Regions from separate parts of the Gossypium hirsutum genome. Here region 2 is linked to region 1. Evidence: chromatin contacts called from public Hi-C data. All regions are on one chromosome and are shown on one strand. Each heading gives the region's core, a stretch centred on a gene start, on an enhancer-like site or on the middle of the called end of the contact. The rest is flanking DNA. Distances are from core to core; before and after follow the strand shown.

What was found. Hi-C and Micro-C count contacts between places; a contact is called where the count stands out from the background.
Region 2: a contact with region 1 is called in a Hi-C map of hypocotyl, with 6 times the contacts expected there. The contact joins the promoter of LOC107930145 here to the enhancer-like site in region 1. A contact is called at or near these places in 13 of 34 Hi-C or Micro-C datasets (callus, hypocotyl, leaf and 1 more).

What each region holds. Positions count from the first base shown.
Region 1 is chrA04:76,564,478-76,572,402 of Gossypium_hirsutum_v2.1, reverse strand. No RefSeq gene overlaps it. Among protein-coding and RNA genes, the nearest start is that of LOC107930127, 14 kb to the right of the region's middle. Within about 2 kb of position 2,777, at least 5 of the 9 cell types and tissues checked have an H3K27ac peak or open chromatin away from gene starts, as enhancers often do. A contact at or near this core is called in hypocotyl and leaf, where this site is marked.
Region 2 is chrA04:76,692,526-76,700,450 of Gossypium_hirsutum_v2.1, reverse strand. LOC107930145 (auxin transporter-like protein 2) reads right to left here and starts at 3,513. Exons shown (of 9, transcript XM_016861716.2): 1 at 3,071-3,513; 2 at 1,960-2,180; 3 at 1,679-1,864; 4 at 1,467-1,579; 5 at 1,170-1,353; 6 at 962-1,059; 7 at 130-337; 8 at 1-9. The coding sequence starts at 2,136.

The sequences.
Region 1 (7,925 bases), core at 1,528-4,027:
CACAGATTCGATGTTTGTTGTTTAGATCCCATGTGAAACTATAGCCCACTTGCTTTCTCCCAACATGGGATGCTTCAACCTATTTTACCCCTTTGGTCTAAATAGCTTCACCATTATATAAATATTGTTAAAAATATTATGGAGGTCCTATATCAGGTATCATGTTGCATTTTGCTCCCTCTACTAAAAAAATAGATAATTTAGTCCCTGTGCAATATGTAAAAGAGCAAATTAATTTTTTTGTTGTTGAAAAATTCATCTATTTTTACTGTTCAAAATTGGTACGACAAACAAAATAACCAAACAATGATAAGTGGTATGTCACATGTACCTCATGTTGGCATATATGGATCAACTTTTAACAGTAAAAATGATAAAATTTTTAACAAAAGAACCGATTTACTCTTTAATCTAATATACAGAGACTAATCTGCTCATGAGATAAAATACAATTTTACTCTTATTATAAAAGACTCCATAATACTTTTACCATATTTTTTTTATACCCAAATATAAGACATTCAACTTGAAACAAATTTATAATTGGTGATATTGAATAGTGAATGTTGGAATCAATTTCCAATGTAAAAAAAGGTAATTGGATTATATTTTAAAGTCATTGGCATGGCTAAATCCAAGTGTTTTAGATAACTTTTTATTTCATTCTTTCTCAAACTACAAGCTGTTATCATCATGGCACATCATTCCTACAACAAATGGTGCAGTTCTTAACTATGATTCCAGGTATGATTGTAATTACTTGATTATGATTTAATTTTATGTATTCTCAAATCTCCTATAGGGAATCAAAAGAAAGTTGATATCATAACATGGCACATGCAGATTCATCTGACACAGAAAAAAACTGTAATCAACTCTGCCAGGTTAACAGAAAACTGCCGCAAGTGCAATAAAATATATGAAATTTTGAAATGTTTTTGAAGTCGGTGTTCCAGCAAAGTGTTGATAATTATATAAGTGTAGAGTTAGGCCAATGATGAGCTAGTTTAGACTTGTTCGATGTTTCAGAAAATATCGCCTTATTAGTTCATAATTAGTCAAATTAATAATAATCTCACTAACATGCTTTCACTATATTTTAATCGAGTATTAGCATAATTTTAAATCTCCATTTCATGAGTTGGCACAAGTTCGTAGTGAAGATTTTATGCGTATGATTTCAAAATTATATAGAGTACTTGAAATTCGGGAGAAATTGAATAAATGATCCTTACCCTTCAATTAAATATGTTATCAATCAATTTTAAGGTTTAACCATTTTTTAAATATTTTCATTCATGATTTTTGAATTAGACATTGATGTTAATGATTAGGGTTTAAGGATGATGATAGTTACTCTTGATGAATCAATATCTATACTACCATATACAAAAAAGATGGCCTTTCACACTTGTCATTGCTATTTTTTACATTATTAACAAAATAGTTAAATTTTAATTCTGAATCTTTTATTTTTTAATTATGTAAAAATATTAAATTTTAATTTTGGTCTATGTTCAAATTTGAGATTTGATCTTTAAATTTTAATTTTTAATATAATTTGGTACTTCGACATTTATAATGTCATTAGTTAGTCTAAATATTTTATTCTAATTAAACTATCAAATGTAAATTTTAAAAATTGTTAATATCGTTAAATTTTTTGTTAAATTCAAGTCCATTACAATGTTATTTTTTTGTGACACATGATTATTGAGTGAATACTTTGTTTTTAAAAAAAAAATTAGAAGGTCACACCAACAAATTTAATAGAAGAATTTTAACGGTACTAATAACTGGATTTGAATTTTTAAATTTAAAAAATAGAGGTACAGAATTCCAAATATACAAATAGATCTTCTTCTTCTTTTCTTTCCTCTTTTTCTCATTTCTTACATATCAAATAACTAAATTACCCTCTAGAACAACATATTTCGTTGCTTGTTCTTCAAAGAATGAAATCAAATTGACGCATATTAAAACTTGGGGAGTACTTCTATATTATGGTATATATTTGATATTAGTAACTAAGATTATTCTTAATGAACTAAAACCTAAGGAATGACATCAATAATGCGTGATGTTCTTTCATTAGCAAAATATTCAAACGTCAAAATTCAATACATGCTATCGTAAGTCTTACATGAATTTTTGTTCCTCTCAATTATTAATAATTAAATTTAAATTATTTTATAATTTTATTTCCACCTCCAACGACATCAGATTCCTAAACTTTGCCTTGCTGATATGTATGGAAGAAAATCTTCTTTTTTTTCGTACAGTAGTTTTTGTCATTAGTCCCCACTTTCATGGTTGCAAAATGGAAAACTAATGGGGTCTTGTCCCATATCTTAGCCTGTGTGCTTAAGACTTAAAGAGGTTTATAAGTTGATTGCACATCGTTTTCCATTTTGATGAAACAACAATTGGTGGGTGAATGAGCTGCTGATCAGGAAGAACATTTCTCCAGGCTTCAATTACCCATCAATCATTTTATTGACTTTGAGCGACTCTTTTTCTTTTTTTTTTTTTTTTTTGGTTTTCATATGGCAAGGAGAAGCTCTTCCATTTCCCATTCTCTAAGCTAAGACTAAGAGAGTTTTGGGTTTTGTTAAAGGTCCATTAGGCCATTACCTTATACTTTTATTTATCTTCATAAATAAAAATAAAAAAGGATTATTCAAAGAGGGAAAAAAGAGAAGCCCATTTGGATCTTGTATGGTCAAACTATGGGCATGGCGGCCATTGATAGGACCCATGATCTTAAGGAGTGGGATCCACTTAGATTTGGAAGATAAGGGGTTTGTTAGCTTGAGGTGACTGAAAGGACCCATTGTTTAGGACATCATCAAATGTACAAAATTACAATTGTATCATCACCTTGTGAAGAGATGAGTGGGGATTTTAATATAGGTTTAGCTTTCATTTAGAGGGGCATATTGCGATTTATAATAAATTCTCATAGCTTGTCAAACATCAAACATTAATGGCGCCTCAATGACTTAACTGAGGATAATATGAACTAGGAAAGTTGGGTTTTTAATTATTTGGAGGTATCGGAGACAGACATTCGAGAGGGGTCCCTTGTGCCATCACTGCCCACCCTTCATGAATCCCCATGCATACACAATGGAAGGCCCGGCCACGTGAATTGTTGTCTTCTCCTAACATTTCTTGCTTGAGATCTTTGTTACAATTGTCAATTATCTTTGTCAAATGGACATAAATTGGAGCCTAGCTTAACCTAGTTCACAATTTGTTAATGCCATGATTTATGGTTAGTACAATTTTATATTGTCCCAACTCCCAACAAACATGAAATGAGAGATCTTGACTCTAAATTACTCTTAAAACTTTTCCAGGCCTTATGTCCAACTTAACTTTGCTTGTTTGTCTCTTAACTCTTGAAAGCCCCGCAAGAAAATTAGTCTTTTCGCCTTGGTTTGGAAAGTTGAGATATAGATATTTGAAGACCCTTTCGATGGAATTGTCACAATCCACTATATATAAGCTGCACCATGAGAACATAATCCGGAATTATTCTCTTTGGACCACTATAAGTTACCACTTTTAAATACATTTTTAGATATTTGACAAACATATAAATAAATGTAAAATAGATATCAATTAAACTAGATCTTAAATCTCTACAGAGTTCATTCGTTATTATTGTGACTTTGATTAAAATACATCTAACTTGTACATACAGAACAATTCTAGTTTTTTCTCTTACAAGATGACCCATTTTTTATGACCTAGGTTGTAGCCATGTTAGGAATCAAATCAAACTGATTATCAAATGATTATTTTCAATACCTTTAATCCCTTAAAGATTATAGACACCGGCGAATTAGTGGGCATCTTTTTGACTTAGGGATACCTCTGTTTCCATTTATAACTTGCTTTAGAAGCAAGAGAGTTTGTAAAAAACACGGCGTTTGTAATGCCTCCACACCGTAGAAAAAGCTCGCAAGACACACGAGCCAACAGGAGACAGTGTGTTTCATGGGCCTCATAGTCAGGCTTCTTCAAGTTTGGTAAGGGAATCTGAGAACTCAACTTTATAAGCAAGGGAAGGAGGAGTTAAAAGTTGAAAATCTATGGATAAAATAAGAAAGAATACATACCCCGGGGCAGTCCCAATTTTACACGTGAAAACATAATTTACTTTATCTTTTTGCCTTTGCTCTCAGCTCATTTCTGACTTGTTTCATTACAAACGGTTTGCGAGTTGGAGTGGATTTTGTTTTCCCTTTCTTTAGAAAAGCTGTCCAAACCCGTTTGACTCATTGAATATTTGATTTCCAAAGGCCAGACCTCAATTTTGTTGGTATATCATTTCTGTATATTCATTTGTTTTATTAGGGATGTGATTGATTGAGCTTTGAGGGTGCTACTTGGAACAAAAAAAAAAAAGGAAGCCTAAACGTTGTCTTTTTTGCTTTGCTAAGAACAAATAGTGAAATTCATGGCCTACAAGTTTCAAATATTGCAGGATTAGAAGTCAGTTCAAATGGAAGGCTTAAGCTGATAAAATTAGTAGTATCAAATTATGACCTTAGCGTTATATCATTTTTCTGCCTCAATTCTCTCTCCCACTATCATTTGCCTCTTTTCTTTTCTTTCCTTTTTTTTTTTTTTTCGTCTTTGCACGAATGGATTGGATACCTTTTGTGGCAGACACCACGGAACCCACAGCAAAACTTCTTTCAAGATTCCCGGCAAAGTCAACTGCAAGCAAACTACGTAGTGGATTCTCTCACCACACCCCGTCTTTCATATTTCGGGATGACTGCCCTGTTATTCCTTTAATGTATTTTTTTTTTTTGAATCATAGATAGAGCTACAAATAGATTAGATTCAAGTTTTTAGTTCACATTCATCTCCATACGTAAACAGTTTTTATTCCTTGATAAATTAATAGCATTAAATTTGAAATTTCTTTTAAATAAATTTAGACATAATCTAAGAGAGAATCCAAATATATATATATATCAATTTATGAGCATTGAAACTCAAACCTGAACCGCACATTCGCTAATTTGAGGGCCTTTTGATCATTTCAGTCTCCATGCAAGTTGGCACTAAACTAACAATGAAAAGGTTTTGTATTTCAATGGGCCTGAAAGATGGGAGAGAGGGCAACTATTTGGAAGTGGGCATTGAGCATTTAAATGAAGTATCATAAATGGGACTGGGTCAGAAAAAGCTTGTTAAATCTAGTGATTTAGGGTTTTGATGTGGGTCTTCTCAGTTAGGTCCATCTCGACTCCAATATGATAAGCCTTGGGTTTGCAGTATCCAGTTGAACTAGTATCCCCACCCACCACCTCAGTTTGCGTCCAATACCTCTCTTGTTTCAAGCTAGCCGATTTAACCTTACCATCTATTTGTGTTTCAGGATTGACCTAATCTTGTGATTCATTTTTTATCAGTGGATATCTGATCTAATGCTTCATTTTCCATGCATTTTAATGGATGTATAAATACATATATATTATCTTTCAACTTGAAGCTAATGACTCAATGTAATGACAGTAATTAGGCAAACTTCTGATATTAGGTGTAAGTTGAGCTTTTAGTACTTAAAGTCTAATTTGGTCATTTATAGTCCTTATATTTTTTAATTTTTTAATTTCAATCCTAATCGAAATAGTAACCATTAAACTCATTAAGTTACATTTTATTATCTTACACGAGAAACATATTATCAAATTTGGAATGCTATGTCAACTTGTAATTTCCACACAATACTAAAAAAAAAAAAGCATGTTATCTTAGTTGATGGGTTTAGAAGCTAGAATTTGATTATTTGGATCAAGTCTAAATTCAAATAGTATGATAACTAAAAATGATGAAATTAGAGAATAGGGACTAAATCCACAACTTATACATAGTACGAGACTAATAGCGACATTTGGCCTAACATATTTAATTGATGTCATTTGGATAAGAATTGAAGTTTTTAAATTAGAAAAGTAAAGGAAGTAAAATTGACCAAATTAGAGTAAAAGACTTTTACTCTAAATTCACAAGATATACCGTACTAAAACTAATAGCAAAATTTGGCCTAAATAGAGTCAAATTTGAGTATCAATCTTTTAAAAAGAGTCAAATTACTTTTTTTAACAGAAATATTGATTAAAACATTAAATTTTTAAACATAGTAGCCCGCATGATAATCCAATTGTACTTTATGCCTTTTTAAAAAAAATTATGAACTTTTTATAATATTTTTTGGGGTTAAATATAAAATTAGTACATGAACTTATCCATGTCTCCCAGATTGGTAATTTTAGTTTTTTTGTCACATATTGGTACCCGAACTTTTGTTTCGTCAACTAAATAGTACTTAAAATTTAACGTCATTAAGTTTAGGACACGAGACAAAATAATATTGTGACACGTAACATAAATGACGTCATGGTGATGTCATAATTTTAAAAACTTAAAAAAAAAATTTCTTTTGACTTTTCTGCCCCTTCTTCTTCTTCTTCTCTCAACCGAAGTTTCTTCTTCTTGTTTGACAGCGATAGTAACAATTTTTTCTACCACTCTTTTCCTTCCTCAACCTTAAAACTCTTCTATTCCATTTTTTTTTGTTCATTCAATTTATTAAAGGGTACATATTCAGTTCAAATGTTGATGAGATAATTCTTATAGACGATTAATTAATTTTGCAGAACAAATATTTCCTTATGCCATTGATTTACCGTATCTGATGAAGTTTAGCAAGCCTTAACATAGGCATTTGGTTCGATTTCCCAAAATCACCCACTGCAATTGCATATCCAAAGGAAGAGTGGTAGAATCTCAATATCTACGATTTTTTTTCTTAGTTCCAATACTACAACCTTCTTTTTCATAAATACAAAATATGATTCAAGCTAACTTCAAAAAACATTGCATTGCATCATTTAACAAAACACTAAAAAAAAAAAGGAAACCCACAAGATAATCCAATAAATCTCCCCCTTCTAGAAACACCATTGATTTATCTAGTAAAATATGATTTATCACCATCGATTTATCACTAAAGAAAAAAGAAACACACAAGTCATTGCAACATGACGGAAGATAAGAACCTCGAAATTAGGTCTAAAGGGTCACAATGCAAAACCCTATAGATCGAATGAAGTTAAACCCAGAAAAAAGACCAAGTTATAAAATCTTAACGGGGATTGATATAAAACAAACTTACTGGTTTAAGATAGATTCTCTGAGAACCAGAGAATAATTTCTAAACCCAAACTTGTTTCTACAAGTGGAGAAGAGGAAACGAACACGAGAACCAAAGGTGAATAAAAGATGACAGATTCTGCAGTTAATTCATAGGAAGACAAAAAATCATTGATTGTCACTCCGATGCCATTTTTAGGCCAAAAAGGAGGCTAATCGTCGGCGGCAACAGAGGCAACAACTTGGGTTGAGGGAGGAAGAAGAAAGAAGGAAGGAAAAATAAAGAACCTCAAAAATATGGGGAGGAGAAAAGTCAAAAGAAATTTTTTAATTTTTTTTTTCTAAATTATGACATTATCATGACATCATTTATGCCATATGTCACAATATTATTCTACCACGCGTCCTAAACTTAATAGCATTAGACTTATATACCGATTTAGTTAACTGAAAAAGAGTTTGGATACTAATCTGGGACAAAAAAGACCGTAAGTACCAATCTGAGAAAAGTAGATAAATTCAAGTACTAATTTATTTTTGACCCTATTTTTTGAATTTTATTTTTATTCTTTTTGAATATTAATTTGTAAATTATTTATTGATGTGGCATATAAGATAAATAATAACATGTAACTTGAATTACATGTGAATTGTCACGCGAACTGTTATGCCAATATTGTTAAAAGAATTTTTTTTAGTTAACATTTCAATTAAAAAACAATTTCACTCTTATAAAAAAATTAAGT
Region 2 (7,925 bases), core at 2,264-4,763, 130 kb before region 1:
TGTTATGAACTGCAGCCCATTTCATGGAATCACACTGTTACTTTGACTATTAAAAGCATGATTCCATATTTAAAGTAACTCAAGTAATAGTAGTAGTTTTGCAAGCAATGACTTAAATATGGACTAGACCTGGTGAATAAGCATTAAGATGACGGCAGCATCACGGAAACCATTCTTGGGGAGGAGAGAGAAGGCGTTGGAATGGTTGAGCAGCTCGTCCCCGAATGCCCAGTAGACGGCAGAAGCGGATGGAAGGGTTAAGGTAAATACATATAATGTGGCCAATAAGTATATGTACTTGAATTTTTGAGGCTTCCACATTGCATGCATGATTTCCCTGAAAAGATAAGGACAAAAAGAAATTCCTTTACTTAGAATTTCCTTACATAGAAATTAAAAAAAAAAGGAAGTGTAAAAATGGGGTAATTAATAATAATGATGTTCATTCATTATTAGGTTATAGTCATTTATAAGAAGCTTATTTGGAAATATACTCAAACTACCTAAATACCCTCACGCCATTGGATGGCAGCTCAAGTAACAGGTAGGGGAATTACAAAAACGTTTCTTTAAAGTTCTTCTAATATAATACTATGATAGAGAAATTATGGTACAGGTAAAGACAAAGGAGACTAGACTAGACTAGACTAGACTAGACCAGACTAGACCAGATTAAGGTCAGAATCACGGTGTAACATGGAAAAACAATTCACAAACAGTTGAACATATGACTATTATACAATTTCAATTTCCCTAGAGAAATGGAGAAAAGATTTTAATGTTCGTTTCTGAGTAAACAAAAGTAGTTTAGTTTGCATGATTTTGTCTGGGTCTCGAACCCCAAGATTGCCGGCAAAAGCTGCAAAGAGAAGCCGTGTAGAAGCAAAAGAAAAAGGAAGAAATGGAATAGAGTGAAATCAAGTATTATTCTTATAAGTTTTGAAGGGGAAAAAGGGCTTACACCGTCACAGCATGTCCCCCAAAGGTGTATAGAATGTTGGTGGCTCCGGTGAAGTAGAGCACTAACTTTTTTGGACCGCTGTGCGTAACTCCGTCAACCTGATTAGCAAAAAGAGAATCATATGTAAAGAGAGAAATAAAAAGCATTGCATGTGGAGGAAGACGATGGCCGTTTATTTGTTGGTTTTTAACTCTTTTTTTTTCCTTACCTGACCGTGAACAAAGGCAGCTATTGCCAAGTACCAGGCCGTATAGGTGGTCATCCCAAGACCTAGGAAAGACCAAATACGGTAGTTGTGAAAGGAAGGAATGAAAACTGTGGTTGCGCAGCAAGCTCCAAAAATATAGGTCCATGTTCTTTTGTCCAATTTATCATTGATGTAGTAAATATTGCTGTTATCATACAAGTAACAGCAATGGTTAAAAAAGAATGATACCCAGTTTCAGAATCAGCTTAAATTTGACGTTGAATGAAGAAGAAAGATGAATAGGTTACGTATATTAACCTTGCACAAGCTATAAGTTGTATGACAGATCCGAATAAGAGGAAGGTACAGTTGAAGGCAAGTCCAGCTGCCTTCCAGTATGGACCCAGCAGCCCATCAAGCACTTCAAACCACTGCAATCCCAAAACAGTGTAGTGTTAACAACAGTGATCGTTCGAGATTGTTTTTCCTAGGGTTCTTCTGCTAACTAAGCAATAAAAAGCAACACGAACCTGGATGACATGGTTCTTGAAGCTGACGTTCTCTTTCTCTTTCCTGCTTCTGTACTCTATATAGAGCACACTGATGATATAGGCAGTCCAGCTTCCCATTAGTCCATAGAATATCTGAAGCAGAATTCCCGACAGCATACCCAGTTGAGAGAAAGAATAGGGTAGTGTCAACAGCACTTGAGCCACCTAGGGAAGAGGGAAAAATAAAAAGATAGTCACTTCAAGAGCAGAGAAGGAAATGATGGGTTGAACGTAGTAATGGTTGTGTTGGAAAAGAGTACTTGATTGGAAGCGCAGCTGAACCAGGCATCCCAAGCTGAGCCACCATGCCAGAGGAGGCTTTTAACACTAAACAATGATTGTTGTTCTTCTTCATCTTTCTCTTCTTCTCTGGTTTCAAGCTCCATCTCGGTTAAGTTTGAGACTATTGCTTCTTCAGCTTGCTTCTGAGGCAGCATTGTCTTGGTTTTTCTCTAAAGCCAATGTCTAAATCCTGGTAGATCTGGAACATATAAAAGACAATCAATGAGACAAAAAAAAAAAAGAAAGGAAAAACTATATTTATAATCAAACGGATCAGTCCCAAGATAACGAAAGTCAATAGCACCCCAGATCCAAAACCCCGGCAATCTCTTCCAATACGTAGAAAAAGATAAACTAAAATTTCCATCCCATAGAGAACAAAAAGGAAATAGTGTTATTGACATTTTTCACTATCCCAACCAAAGAGAAAGAAACTTCCCCCTACCCTGACTACCACTTTGAACGAACCTTGTTTCTGAGTTGTCTCTTTCGTGTAAAGAAAAAAAAAGGATTGTAGAAAATCAAGCAGAGATCTATCAATGACCCAAGAATGAGTGGGATTAAAAGAGTGTCCTTTGCTTGAGTTGATCTATCACCTTTATTTGTTTTCTCCTTCTCAAGAATGGAAAAAGAACAGACTTTGATAAAAGTATTGTATCAGATGGAAAAAAAGGAAAAGCCAAAGAAGGTATATAGGAGGGGGCAGTGTGAGAGTTTATGAATTCTCCATCCCAAGAGTTGGCAGAGAGAAAGAGAGAGAGGGGTTTTATATGGTTCCTGAAATAATTGCCACAGTAAAGCTCCTTACTTTAATGCAGCCACCAATTTCCTCAGCTGAAAGAAAATATATATATGAAAAATGAAATCAGTGCAGTGAATCAGCCAAAGACGGCGAGACCTTAAAAGAAGGGAAAAGGAAAATATCTCACTCTCCTCCACTCCCCCCACTCACCCAACTCAACTTAAAAGAAGGTATACAATGGTTGAATAAAAGACCCTTTTTGCTTCTATTCAACTAGCTATTTATATAATGATATACAGTTACATTTCATCATACAGTATTCACTATTTGTGTTTTCAACTCCTAACCTCAACAGTAAGGGGAAGAAAAGGGTGAGAGTGACTAAACCCCGAATTGGGAGTGAAATCCACTTGGGATTCGATGCTTGGGGGTATTGTGTGGGTTGGTTTGGGTGGGTGAGGAAAGAATTAGAGATCCAAGCGACTGAGACGTTGTTCTAATCAGAAATGAGTGTGAGACTCAACCTAACCAAAACCATTACACCCTTTGCTTTTTATAGCAGAGCCCCTTTGCCAACTTCAACAGCTAACTTATATTCATCTCTGTCAAGTGCTTGCTTGCATTTATGAAACGGTGGCTCAGTGCATGCCAGGATTATTTTATTTATTTATATCTATCTCTGAACTTCTCGTTTCCGATGCTCTTAAATTACGTTATTTTAAAGAAATACTGCTGCTGTTGGTATTGCCTAAGCTGAAGGCTGAAGCTTAGATCCAAATCCAAATATAGGGGGTCAATTAAATTCCGTAGTGTTTTGTATTGTAATGCTGGATTCATTTTTTCCTATTCAATGGAGACTTCAGCAACCCCTCCACCCAATCAATATAAAGGAAACCCCATCTCCCACTCTATCTCACCAACGCGTCAGCTTAACTGCCAATCATTATTTCCACAACTTGTCCAGTGAAAAGGGGCGTTGTACGCACGCTCCTTACAGCTCTGCTGGTAACACTTTACCAAAGTCCCCCTATGTAAAGATACGACGATAATTTTTTCTATAATGCTCTCTCCAACCCAACCTATATTTTCTTTAAGAATTTAAACGTAATCATGATTATAGTTGTAACTTAGAATTGAATTTGAATAATTTGAGATTTGATCAGATATTAATTTATAAGTTAAAGTTCGATTTAAGATTTAATTGAGTGATTAAAGTTGAAGTTCTATTAAACTTATTAATCAATATTTTTTATGTAAATTAAAATTCGAACTTGATTCAGTTTAATCGTATTCAAGCTTCAACTCGTTGGTATTTGGGTTCCTTTTATATAATAAGAGTAAAAATATAGTTACATCAAATTCATCCATAGTTATAGAACGATAACTGAAATCTAAAAAATATATAAAAATAAAATATCATCCAGAAGGTTAAATAAAAATTTATAAAATAAATAGAAAATGCATTAATTAAAAACATTTTGATAAACCAAACGTAAACGTACAAGTAATAACCTGAAACTTGGACGGCTCAACTCATTGTGTGGCCCTTTAATCGGATGGCTTCCTTGTGTGGCCCATTGTGGCCCGCTCTCCATTATCTTCACAATTCATTAAAACAAAACCATCCTCCTCGAAATTTCATTTACTTCTGTTAGGGAAAAAAATAGAATTTATATTTATTTCAGCCTTTTTACAAAGAATAAATGTAAAAAAAAATATCAATAAATATTAATAGTCTTCGCTAGATATCCTAATTTTGATAGGAAAAAGGTGTGGACAGATTTCAATTAAAATTTATATTATTATTTTTAAGTGTTGGTGATCCTATCTTAATCAGAAAATATTAAAAATTTAATATTCTTTTTATAAAGTAACAAATATTACTATGATTATGTGTTCTTTTAATTACTTTTATATAAAATTTTAAAAAATATACCCATAATAAAATCTAAATTTAAAACACCATAATATTTAACATTTCAACTATAACCTCATTTAATTTTTTTATCACCTAAGTTTTTTGTTTTCACCCACAAATTTGCCACAACCTTGTATAAGTTAATAGCTTGCTAAGAACATATCACTAAATCTATAAGAAAAGCTGTCATAATTAATTTATCCAAATTAAAGTACTTAAAGAAGGTGGTGAGGGTGGCAATGGTGGTGCGGAGCCACCACAGGAAACACCCACGAAGACCCGTTCAAACGGGGATTTGTCGGCTTGGTGAGGGTTATGAGCTTGGCCCTCGCTACTCATCCAGCACATCTTCCACTATTTCTTTGCTCACTTCAAAAGAAAAATAAAAAAGAAAATCCATCCCAAGTTAATCCCTCTTTAGTCATTACTCAATACTTTTGCCTCTCCTTTCCATCTCCCTTTGAGCTAAGTGACTCTACATTTTGACCAGTAAAATCCACGTAATTTTTATTGTTGAAAAATATGAGAAGGCTGAAAAAATGTTTGAGGGACTATCCATTTCTTGACCAATTTTCAATATATTAGATTATTTGCATATTAGAGTTATTGGTAATTTATTGAATTAAATTTTTGGATTGTGTTAATATTGTGGAATACATCTTCTTCATCATTGAAGATTATATCACTTAAAAAACATATATGGAGGATCGGATCATGTTTATCTAATCCCTTGGATCAAGGTAGTTAGATCGGATCGAATCACTGAAGACTTAGCTACCAATAATTCTTGTTTACCTTGTTTGTGATTATTATATTGTATTCAACTTATTTAGTTATTGTTAAATAGTGATTATGATAGATCTTCTTTATGTTTGCAAGTCTTAAAATAGTCTATATAATTGAGAGATTGTTTAGGTTGATGTACGGAATATAAAGAGTACTAATATGTTAAAATGAGGAACATTATTTGTGAGAGTGAATTTCTGATTGTAAAACCTTTGTGTTGTGGTTTTACAAACTAAGTTCTTAGGGGGAGAATTTAGTGGTGAGAAATCTAGTTTTCAAAGGTACAAGAGTGAGAAATTGTCAGGAGATATAATAGATTTAAGTTCACTGGTTGTAATTGTTTGAGGGTAGTGGATTATTTTCACTGAGCTAGACCCCGTTAATGTAAGGAAACCGAACTATGTAAATAAACTTTGCTATCCTTCTTTTATTCTTTGCTTCATAGTGTTTGAAGAAGTGCCCACTCCCTTAACCACTTCTTCCAAGCACTTTGCTTGTGTGTCTCAACAATTGTTTCAGGCTAACATTTTTCCATAGTACTTTGTTTTAAATTTTAGTAAAATTAGTTTTGTTATTAAGTGAAATAGAACTCGTAATATTATTTTAACAAAATATTTAAATTTACATAAAAAATTATTAAAAATATTTTATTAAATAAAAAATCATCTTTAATAGATTATATTATATTAGTAAATTTTATTAAAGCTACGATATGATTTTTTAATTTGAAAATAAAAAAAATTAAAATCTTACCTAAATTTCAAATATTATTATAAGTGTATAACAATCACCTCTATATAATATCCACAAATTAGGTAGGCAATGAGACTATTATAAAGAATGTTGATTATATAAATAAATTTTGTTGAATCAAACTAAAGTTTTGTTTGATAATCTAAGAAATTAAGTACTGAATTTTTAATATTGAATTTAAATTATATAAATTTTTATTGAGAAAAAAAGTTATAACAATTTCTTGGTATTTACTTTTTAAGGGCTGAATATAACTATAATTGTTTGATAAATGTAAATTTTATATTTTAAAAAATAAATTATAAAAATATTAAAAAAATGTTTTAAAAATATCCAAAACTAATAATAAAAGAATTTATTTTAAATTATTATGATTTAATTTTTATTTAAAAATAGTATAATGTTGTGATGAAAAGCAAATTAATGATTTTCTACTTCATTTACTTGCCATTTTTAATGATTCTTTTTATAAACATATTCAATTAAGTGATTTTAAATTTTTTGAAATGTATTTAAGAATTAAATTAGTCAAAAAAATTAAATTTTTGAGTGAAATATGAAGAAGCTCTAAAAGCTCAATGTGAGGTAATAAGTGCAAAAAGTAGTTGCTTGTTTTATTTTTCTTAAAAAAGCCATTGTCAAACCATTAAAAAAATAGTAAAGAGGATTTTAGCATATTGGGAGAAATATCATGTATGCTTTAGTGGGAGAAGTAATGATTTTGTTGGTGTTTTCAAAGGGGATCAAAATTCGGAGCATGTTTCATCCATGCACCTCACATGGGTCCAGCAATACCAATTTCTATCTCTCCTTCATTTTCTACTATCAAATTTCGGTGTGGGAAAAAACAACTAAAGATTAATTACCACAAATATTCTGATTTAATTAGCATCTTGATCAACTTTTTCTTATCTTGATTAACCATTATTATCATCCTTTGTCAAGTAAGATCATGGAGATTGAAAAACTATAAAATTGATTGACCAAATAGTTCAAAGTAACGTTAATGTCACTGCAATACCATGCATTGCTGTCGAGCTGCTGAGTAAAAGTTATGGTCTAAAGTAAATGTAATTGTTTCCATTCACAAGAAAAGGTAAAGAAATGTGCAATAGTGATTGGTGGGTATGTCAAGCTCATAGACTTTAACCAAACCACTGAATTAATGAACTTGGTTACATGAATTAATCCTCACTTAAACTTTCATGGGAGTTAATAATGTAATCATGAAGGAATGGTTAGTGGATCTCTTGCATTGCCCCTATACTTTCCGCTAGGAGCATGCTTTTGAAAAAAAAAATATTGTTAAACAATGGAATCTTAAATTAAATAGACAAGTGGAAGTGTTTAGGGTTTCAAGTGGAGGGGCCATAACATCAACCCAAAGACGGAAATTGCCTTTTTGGTTTAGGGTAATTAGTGCCCTTCGGGGTCACTCCATGCCTAAAACTCACTGACGCAATGGTAGGACTAACCATATATTGCCCCTTTATGGCAAATAACATGGAGGCTTACACAAAAGACGAAATATAAGTTTTAAAGTTGTGTAACTCGAATTTTTATTAAAGAAATAATATAATGGTAAACTTAGGGGATTTGTAGAGGGCTTAAGGTCGAGGGTCTTGGTGTGAGGATTGGAGTTCTCTGTGGTACGGACTATGTTGCACAAGTAGAATCCATATAAAATTACATTTCTTGTATTTGATATTAGTTAGAATAAAGTTTTTCAACTTTTAAATAGATAT